Regions from separate parts of the Mus musculus genome. Here region 1 is linked to region 2. Evidence: chromatin contacts called from public Micro-C data. All regions are on one chromosome and are shown on one strand. The core of a region is the stretch at or near the end of the contact, and the rest is flanking DNA. Distances in the headings are between cores, read along the strand shown.

The links. A called contact is a pair of places that touch in the nucleus more often than the background predicts.
Region 1: a contact with region 2 is called in a Micro-C map of embryonic fibroblasts, with 5 times the contacts expected there. The contact joins the promoter of 1700047G03Rik here to the enhancer-like site in region 2. A contact is called at or near these places in 3 of 484 Hi-C or Micro-C datasets (Sertoli cells, adipose-derived mesenchymal stem cells and embryonic fibroblasts) and 1 of 115 datasets of contacts at active chromatin or transcription factors (embryonic stem cells).

Annotation. Positions count from the first base shown.
Region 1 is chr15:11,964,886-11,969,225 of GRCm38.p6, forward strand. It overlaps 1700047G03Rik (RIKEN cDNA 1700047G03 gene), which reads left to right and starts at 2,177. Exons shown (of 3, transcript NR_040447.1): 1 at 2,177-2,311; 2 at 2,929-3,019.
Region 2 is chr15:11,834,351-11,839,386 of GRCm38.p6, forward strand. No RefSeq gene overlaps it. Among named protein-coding and RNA genes, the nearest start is that of Npr3, 69 kb to the right of the region's middle. Within about 2 kb of position 1,706, at least 43 of the 459 cell types and tissues checked have an H3K27ac peak or open chromatin away from gene starts, as enhancers often do. A contact at or near this core is called in adipose-derived mesenchymal stem cells and embryonic fibroblasts, where this site is marked.

The DNA of each region.
Region 1 (4,340 bases), core at 927-3,426, 130 kb after region 2:
AACCCCGTGTGCCATTCGCAGGATGACATTGTAAGACAGCTAACCTGACACATGAAAAGAAGAGCTCTCGCCTGCACTGAGAGTACTTTCCCAGGAACAGTTATAAACATGACCAGATTGACAGTGCATCTTGCTGAACATGACTCCTTGTGGTCTATAATCCACTGCTCAGCTGAAAGAGCTCATAAAGAGGAAACTAAAACGACTTCAAATCTATTATTTAGGATGCATAATCCCAGCACTTGGGAGGCAGAGGCAGGCGGATTTCTGAGTTTGAGGCCAGCCTGGTCTACAGACTGAGTTCCAGGACAGCCAGGACTACACAGAGAAATCCTGTCTTGAAAAACCAAAAAAAAAAAAAAAAAGATGCTTGGGCCAATGTTGTGTACCGTCAGTTCATAGCTTGTGGGAGGGGGGGTTTCCTAAGTAATTAAATAGGATGGGAGAGTGATCTGGCTGTAGCATCTGTCACTCTGTTGATTGCCAGAGTCGCTTTGACTTATCTGGCTGGCTAGGCTGGTATCCCTTCCAAAGCCATTCTGTTGGCTGGACCTTCCCCAGTAGAGGGGGGCCAAGGGTATTCAAGTAGCTTTCATCTCTTGATAGACCCTCCAAATAAACTCTCAAAACACAAAGTAATTAAATAAGATCATTTTGTTTATGGGACCAGAGACATGGCTCAGCACTTGCCAAGACCTGCATTGTGGAAGAAGGGAACCATCATAAGTTGTCCTCTGACCTCCACATGCTCGCTGCGACATGGGCAGGCATGCTTGTGTACTCTCTGTATCTCTGTATCTCTATCTCTCTCTTTCCCCCTCATTCATGTGCACATGTGTGTGTGCACATTAAACAAATACAATAAAAAAAAAATTTTGAAGTCGGGCTGGTGAGCTGGCTCTGGATAAGAGCACTGACTGCTCTTCCAAAGGTCCTGAGCTCAGATCACAGCAACCACATGGTGGCTCACAACCATCCATAATGAGATCTGACGCCCTCTTCAGGTGTGCCTGAAGCTACAGTGTACTTATATATAATAAATAAATAAATCTTTGGGCTAGAGTGAGCATGGCCAGAATAAGCAGAGGTCCTGAATTCAATTCCCAGCAACCACAAGATGGCTCACAACCATCTGTACAGCTACAGTATACTCATATATACATAAAATAAATAGATTAAAAATATTTTTTTTTAAAAAAAGAGTATGGATATCAACCCATGACATTACTTCTGTGGAGAAAAGTGTTCACATTGGGTGCCTTAAAAAATAATAATAAGTCAAAAAAGTCTCTGACTCACCGAGCAGGGGTGGCACACACCTTTGATCCCAGCACCAGAGGCAAGCAGATCTTTAGCTCCAGCCCAGCCTGATCTACAGAGCTAGTTCTAGGACAGCCAGGGCTCCACAGAGAAACCCTATCTCAAAAGAAAAAAGAAAAGTCAAAATAATAAGCAACCATTTTATCATGTTTAGAAGGTAAGGATTAGGCTTATTTTAGAGCCTAAAAGCAATGCTGAATTATTAAAACAGGACTTATGAAACTATGAATAAAATAAGCAGGTGGTACCCCATTGTTTGTCTAGTTTGTTCTTGGTTTTGCTTTCCATTTAGTTTGGTTTGGTTTTTCCACGAGTGATGAAAAAATTTTATCCAAGGTCTGACCGTGGCTTTGCTGCCACCTTCTGGCAAAAAAGTGAACACCTTAGGCTATTTGATGACACCGAGTTTCTATAATTTTGTTTAAATTGTGCATTTATTTCAGTTCATCTACTACCACTAAAAATGAAATTTGTTAAAAAGGTAGAGGGAGCACCGAGGGAAAAAAGGTCTTCTTCCAACACATAAGAAAATTCCATTTCTAAACTGTTTTTAATACTGAGTGCCCAGCAGTGGCAGGAAAAGAAAAATGGTGGCCACAAATATAAGCAGAAAATTTGGACGAGAAGGTTAAGGAAAGCCCGTGTGTTGGTTTGAATGAGAATGTCCCCCGCAGGCTCTGTCATTCTGCCCCAGTTGGTGTCGCTGTTCATGATGTGTAAATGTAGTGTCGCTGAAGGAGGCATGTAACTGAGGTGGGGGGTATTGGCAGCTGGGGGTATTGATGAGTGGGAGGGGCATTGGTGGGAGGGTAGGCTTCAAGAGTAAAGAGTTTCCCCTGCTTCCGATCTAACCCCTATGCTTCCTGCTTTAACCGCTATGGAATGGGCTGTTAGGAAGCCACCTTGGAACAAGATCGCCGAGGCAAAGAGTTTGAGGAATGTATCTCATCTCTCATCCCTTCTTCTCTGCCTGCTTCCTGGCTGCCAAGAGGTGATGCTCTGCCCCTCCACTTCCTCCTACCACGATGCCTTGCCCCGGGGCTCAGAGGCAGTGGAGCCAGCCAGCCGTGGACTGAAACCTTTCCTCCCTTTAAGTTCGTGTCTCAGCTATTTAGTCACAGGGATAGGAAGCTGACCAGCACATGGTGTCCTGCTTGCTAGGGAGGAACGTGTTCCCTGAGGTCCTCTAGGGCGGCGTTTCTCAACCTTCCTGACAACGCTGCCACCCTTCAAAACAGCTCCTCCTCTTGGGGTGACACCAACCATAAAGGTATTTTCATGGCTACTTCATAACCGTGAATGCCTGTGTTTTCCTATGTTCTCAGGTGACCCCTCAAACCCCAAAGGGGCCACGACCCACAAGTTGAGAACCGTTGCTCTAGAGCACTGGACCAATTTAGGTAAATGGACAAGAAAGCCTTAGTGGTTTGAATGAGATGTGTCCCATAGCGTAGAGTAGTTAAACACTTGGTCCCAGGTTGGTGGTGCAGCAAGAGAGGCTTAGGAAGGGGTGTGCACATGCTGAAGGAGGTACGTCACTGGGGGCGGGCTTTGAGAGTTTAAAGAATTAAGCCACGCCAAGTTTCCTCTCTTTCCTTTTTGCTTCAGGTTCCCTCGGCTTTCTGTCCATTCCTAATTGTGACTGTTGCTTGCCGTCATGCCTCTCTCCTCCAGCATGGACTCTAACCCTCTAGAAACTGTAAGTCCAAATAAACTTCCTTCTACACATTGCCTCGGCCATGGTATTTCATCACAGCAGCAGGAAAGCCACAGATAGAATAGGGACACGGTATGAGATCATCTTATTCGCAATTCTCTATATCACAGGGTGACTAGTACTGTAATGAAATACCATGACCAAAGCAACTTGGGGAGGAAAGGGTTTATTCCACTTACACAGCACCGTTCATCACTAAAGGCATGCAAGACAGGAACACAACCAGAGCAGGATCCTGGAGGCAGGAGCTGATGCAGACGCCATGGAGGGAGGCTGCTTACTGGTTTGCTTCCCATGGCTTGCTCAGCCAGCTTTCTTATAGAACCCAGAACACCAGCCCAGGGATGGCACCACCCACAACGGTCTAGGCCCTCCCCAAGAAACCACTAAGAAAATGCCATACAGCTGGGTGTTACAGAAGCATTTTCTCAATTGAGTTCCCTCCTTTCAGATGACTCTATCTTGTGTCAAGTTGACATGAAACTAACCAAGACACACTATAAAAATGATATTGTGTGGGACAGGCATGGTGACACCTTTAATCCTAGCACTCAGGAGTCAGAGGCAGGTGGATCTCTGTAATTCCAAGGCTAGACAAGGAAACATATCTCGTATACACACACACACACACACACACACACACACACACACACACTGACATCTTGCAGAATAAATGGCCAGTTCTTTATAAAGGTCACATGAAGGGGGCTAGAGAAACTACTCAGTGATTTAGAGCACAGGCTGTCTTGCAGACAACTGGGGTTCAGTCCCCAGCACCCACATGATGGCTCACGACCAACTATAACTCCAGTTCTAAGAGAGTTAATACACTTTCTTGGGGGGGGGGGGCTTCTTGGGCATCAAGAACACACACCAAACAAGCAAACATCCTTTTTTTTTTTTTTTTTTTTTTTTTGATTAAAAAAAGGGTGTGCATGGAGTTAGCCACAACAGTGAAGTAAGGTGAACTATGAGTCCATTCACCTGACCAGGAACTAGATAGATCCCTTGTATAAACCACTCTGTCCATAGTCCCGCTAAGGGGGGATAAGTAAGCCAGGGTATACACCAATTTACTCATCCATCCATCCATCCATCCATCCAACCACGGGGTACCGCTGGGACTTAACGTGCTTTGAAAGAGGAAGCTGCCACCCACGGTACAACAGCAGCTGCATTTTTTTATAAAGATTTTATGTATGTGAGTACGCTGTCTCTCTGTCTTCAGACACACCAGACGAGGTGTGTGTCCCACTACAGATGGTTGTGAGCCACCGTGCGGTTGCTGGAAATTGAACTCAGG
Region 2 (5,036 bases), core at 456-2,955:
CCAGAGTTCCTCTTTAAGACAGACATGAGGACTGTGTGGTGTGCAGAGAGCACATGGTAGAAAAGTTGAACCCAATCTGTGCCTAGTGTTCCCAGCTGAAGAACAAAGCTACACACTGCAAAGGAGACCTCCCGCTCTAAGGCTGTACACCAACAAGACTCCTGTTTCCTATCTATGAGCTACTCTTGACCCTGGGAGCCTAAGAACGTGAGGAACAGTTGGTAACATTTACCTCATGAAGATATGAGCTTTGAGCACAGTGCTTCTAAACCTTACAATGTCTTCGTTGCTTTCTTGTTTGTACAAAAAGGGAAACTGAGGCTCTGAAAGATGCTATGGTTTAGGGGAGCACAATCTATCAAACAGAAGCACGAGAGTTAGAACTTTGAAGACCTTCTTGAGGGACTAGCTTTAGAAATGAGGAATATTACTGGGTAAGTGTGTGTGTGTGTGTGTGTGTGTGTGTGTGTGTGTGTGTGTGTGTGTGTGTTGCATGCATGTGTGTATGCATGTGTGTGCTAGCACCCATGTACACAGAAGTAAAAACCAGAGAAAGACTATAGAATGTCTTGGTTTTGTATCATTTTCTATCCTGGTGTCACGGTTCTCTCAGTGAACTAGAAGCTAAGCCGGCTTTCTAGAGAGTTCCGAGGAGTGACCGGTCTCTGTGCCCCAGTGTTACAGGTAAAGGCATCACATCATGCCTGTTTTTCTGTTTGTTTGGTTTTACAAAAGTGCTAGGGATTCCAATTCACTTCCGCCCTCATGCTTGAATCGGAAGCACTATTACCCCCTGAGCCGTCCTCCCAGCTCCGCGGGGTGAATATTAGCATTACAGAAACCATATTGGACTTTCTTTAAGTCATAATTCCCCAGACGTAAGAAATGTTTTGTTTTGAAACCTGTGCTCGACAGAGACGCTTGAGGAAAAGAAGTGGCATCAGAAAATTCTCTAACAACCAGAAGCTTGGACGCATGCACGGCGCTGAGAGGGAATTGAGACGGGAGAGGAGCCACACAGCCTGCATACTTGCCTAATTATCTGTGTACTCAGAGTTTGCAAGGCCTAAAGCCCTAATACAAATAAGTGAGGAAAAGTATCAGAACACTAGTGGTGCAGGGGGGTCAGCAAATTGGAGAACTGGCTCCACCCATAGACATCCTTTCTTTTCTAAGCAAACAAACAAATCAAAACAAATCCACGGACCACTGATTCATAGCCCCTCACTAGAGATTATGGTGGACAAGAAAGCTTACAGAAGAAACTGGATTTGGACTTCAGATAAAGGTTTGACTAGTATGAAGTAAAGAGTCACTGGGCAGGAAGATCAGTGGGAAATAAAATCTAAATAAGCAGTCAGGCTTGGTGGTCCGGGCCTGGGTAGCAGTATTGGGGAGGGGAGGGGAGGGGAGGGGAGGGGAGGGGAGGGGAGGGGAGGGGAGGGGAGAGGATAAGGAGTCTGGAGTTCAAGGTCATCCTTGGCTCTGTAGCAAGTGTAGGGCTAGCCAAACTGCATAAGACCATTTCAAAAAAAAAAAAAAAAAAAAGTCTGACAAGAAAGAGATGATTTCTGGGCAAGAAAGGAATCAGTTGATGTCATCAAGTTCAGCACAATTTTCCTGAACCAGACAAATAGTGACTAAGCCAGTGCCACAAGCCTCAAAGAATCAGAGTGACAGATTGTGGAATCTGACCTGTGGAGAGTGAGAGTCAAGAGGCTCAGGGTATCAAATGCACCAAGTATTTCAGGAATGCAGGATGCAGCATTTGTGTGAGGAAGGAGAGGGGGAAAAGAATGCTCAGAGACAGAGTGAAGAAATAGTCTCTTCCCTGCTTCCTTGGGATCAGGAGATCAGGTCTCATGTAGTGATGGTGAAATGAAGAGCTGGGATCTGACTGGACATGGATGGTAACAGAAAGAGAAGTCACTCACAGAGAGCAGAAAATGACGGTGGCTTATTACTAAATGGATGGGTGACGCCACCACCGAGAGCCGGGTGCCTGACTTGAGACTGTAGCTCTGGCCTCTTGATCACTTTGAAACCCAAAGCAGGTTACTTCAACGCCTCAGTTTATGTATCTCTGAGGCGAGGAGGAAAACCAACCTTGTCACAGAGCTGAAGAAATTGAAGGAGGGAACACAGATGCTGAGCCCAACCCTGGGCTGCGGGTGGCCCTCAATAGACACTTAGCATCCTCCAACAGAGAAGGCATGCACTCCAAATGCTTTGCACTTCCCTTCTGAGTGAAATGCGGAGGATAGTCTAAGGTGTGCACACTTAAGACATGAGGCGGCAAGCTTTGCTTCAATATGCTCTCTCTTGCTCGACGTTTGCCTGAAGCATGAAATACCTTTAAGACCACCCAGGATATTTCTGCTTTGAGGGATGTCTTTCCTGAACAACTGCTATTTCTCAAGCCTTCCCCAGGCTAACCTCTGCCCCACCAGAGAATGCCTGGCTCTGACCACTCTGCTTCATGGCAGAAGAGTTGCACAGCCTGGAAGGCAGCCCTGTTCTGGGTCTCTTCTGGAAGAATGGTTATCACTACCCTGGCCTTGAGGCTGCTGGATCTGGAAAGAGGAAGGCTCTCTGGAGACCTGGAATCCCACAACCTCCCCTGTAGTGTGCTCTCTCTCAGCCTGCATGCTGATTCATGCCTCTCTGTCCCTTTGAATGTAATATGTGGGGGGGGGGGGGGAAGGAAACTCTTTGGTCTATACCGACAAACCTACCACTTGGTAACACTGTCCTTTTTTCTTCATTAAATTTTTTAATGTTTTAATTGAAATAGAATTACATCATTCCCCCTCCCTTTCCCCCCTCTCAGAAACTCATCAAACCCCTTCCATGCTCCCCAATTCAAGCTGATAACTTAACTTCATTTGATTATTATTGTCACATGTATATATGTATATAGGTATATTATATATGTGTGTATGTGTATGTATGTATGTATGTATGTATGTATACATATAGACTGTTGGGTCCACTTTCACAGGATGTGTGCATGTAGTTTCCAGGCTGACCACTCTGCATAGGACAGCTACTTAGTGGTCTCATCCTCTTAGTGAGGCATGGTGGGAGAACTCGATAGCATTCCTGTTGTTATTACCTAAATGTGAAGTGTCACCAACAGGATCAGGCTTGGGAGTTTGATTGTCAGATGGTGGGCTTTTGGAGATAGAATGGTCCCTTGGTGAAATCCGGATCTGGTGATGCTACTGGGAGTTGGTTAAATGTAGATGGGGTCTAAGCAGATAAAGTAAATGACTGGGTGTATGTTTGGGGGACTACGGCTCATTCTGGTCCCCTCCTGAATCCCTTTCCTCTGGTTCCTGTGAATAGCCTATCTATTCCTCTACATGTGCCCTCTGACATGATGTTCTGTCTCACACAAACCCAGAAACATGGGTCTAAACAACCATGAGCCAAGCCCTCTGACTCCAAGAGCCAAAATAAATCTTTCTTTCTCCTGTTTCTGTTAGATAATTTGGTCACAACTTCACGAAAGCATTATATCCATCGTATTCCTGGTCCTGAGGGCAGCTAATAGTAGGAAAGCTATTCCTTATGACAGCTGAGAGACAAAGGTCTTCTTTCGGGCAAACCACAGCTTCACAGGAGGGAATTCTGAGGAGAATCCAAAGGACTGCGTCAGCAATAGAGGAGGCAGAAGGCAGGCATGACATGGCCACAGGTTCAACATTAGCCCCTCCACTCTGGTGAGAGAACGCGTTTTTGGATGTACGTGTTCAGCACTCTGAAATCATCCAGCTATCACAGTCTCCCTTTGGTCCTTGTCTATGCCTTCTTCAGAGTTTCACTTCATTATCAAGAGGCAGAGGCCACTTGCCACCCAATCAGACTGAGAAGAAAGGAAACTGACTGGGACTTTTACCAGGACTCTCCTGGCCTTGAAAGCCCTCCAAAGTATTGTGCATTTGTCTTATTTTGCAGAAGCCAACAAGTATGACAAATCTGTTGAATGTTTTATGATATGCCATGGAGGAGTCGAAGTCTGAAGTCATGGCAATCCGGTGAGGTTGTAACTGATATTGCTTTCGTTTTTCACACAAGATCACATAGCTCAAGGGTCAGAACCAAGCTATGAAACAGAAGGGACCCAAGTGACCCAGAAGCAAACAGCGTATCTACTCCCACAAATATGTAGTCCACAGGTCTTTGCTCACAGCCACCTCTGGCCTTCCTCCTTTCTGCTCTTGGGAACTTCTGCCGCTGGTGATTGGGAGGGTTACACTAAGCCTGTGAAAGGAACCCTTTTTCCTTGGCTCCATTTTGGTGCTAGCAGATGGCCTGGGAAGAAGCTCCTTTTTAAAGGTGTGAAGCCATTGGTACCTTTGACGTTAATAGTTGCTACTTAAGGCAACTCTAGATGTTCATGGTTTGGGGTTGGGTCACATCCCTAAATCGGTGTTATCTGGGTCTCCTCGGGGATCCTTGATAAGACATAGACCCATTATCCCAGTAAGGCATCCTTGGCCTGTCAAAAGTTGCTGGCTGAATATCGTGTTTTGAGGGGACTGAGCTAAAGGGAGAGAGGGAAAGAATCAAGGAATCCATGGCCCTAGAGATGGATGGGAAAGTAGCAAGAATGAATACCTTTTCCTAGAGGTCATCTCCAGGTTTGCCCCTCATCCCTACCACGCCTTCCCATGATGCCTCACTCCAATCAACATCCTGCTCCAGCATCACTTCAAACATGTTCCCAGTGCATGTAGCACCTGTGGCCTCACTCAGGGACCTCCATGACTATGGCATCAGGACCAAGGGGACACTGCTTCAGCCATGCCAATCACTATGTGTTTCTCAGGCATAAGAATATGTGACTTTCCAGAGATTGAGATGGCCTCTTGCAGCCCAGATGAAGCTAGAAATGCTGGAAGTTGGTCAATCTCCCTAGGACACAGAAGCCTGAGAGCTCTTTGCAAATTAGGACTGAATTTCTCTGTACTGTGGGTGATGAACACAATAACATGAATCAATGACATCAGCTGGAGCATGTAATATCTCAA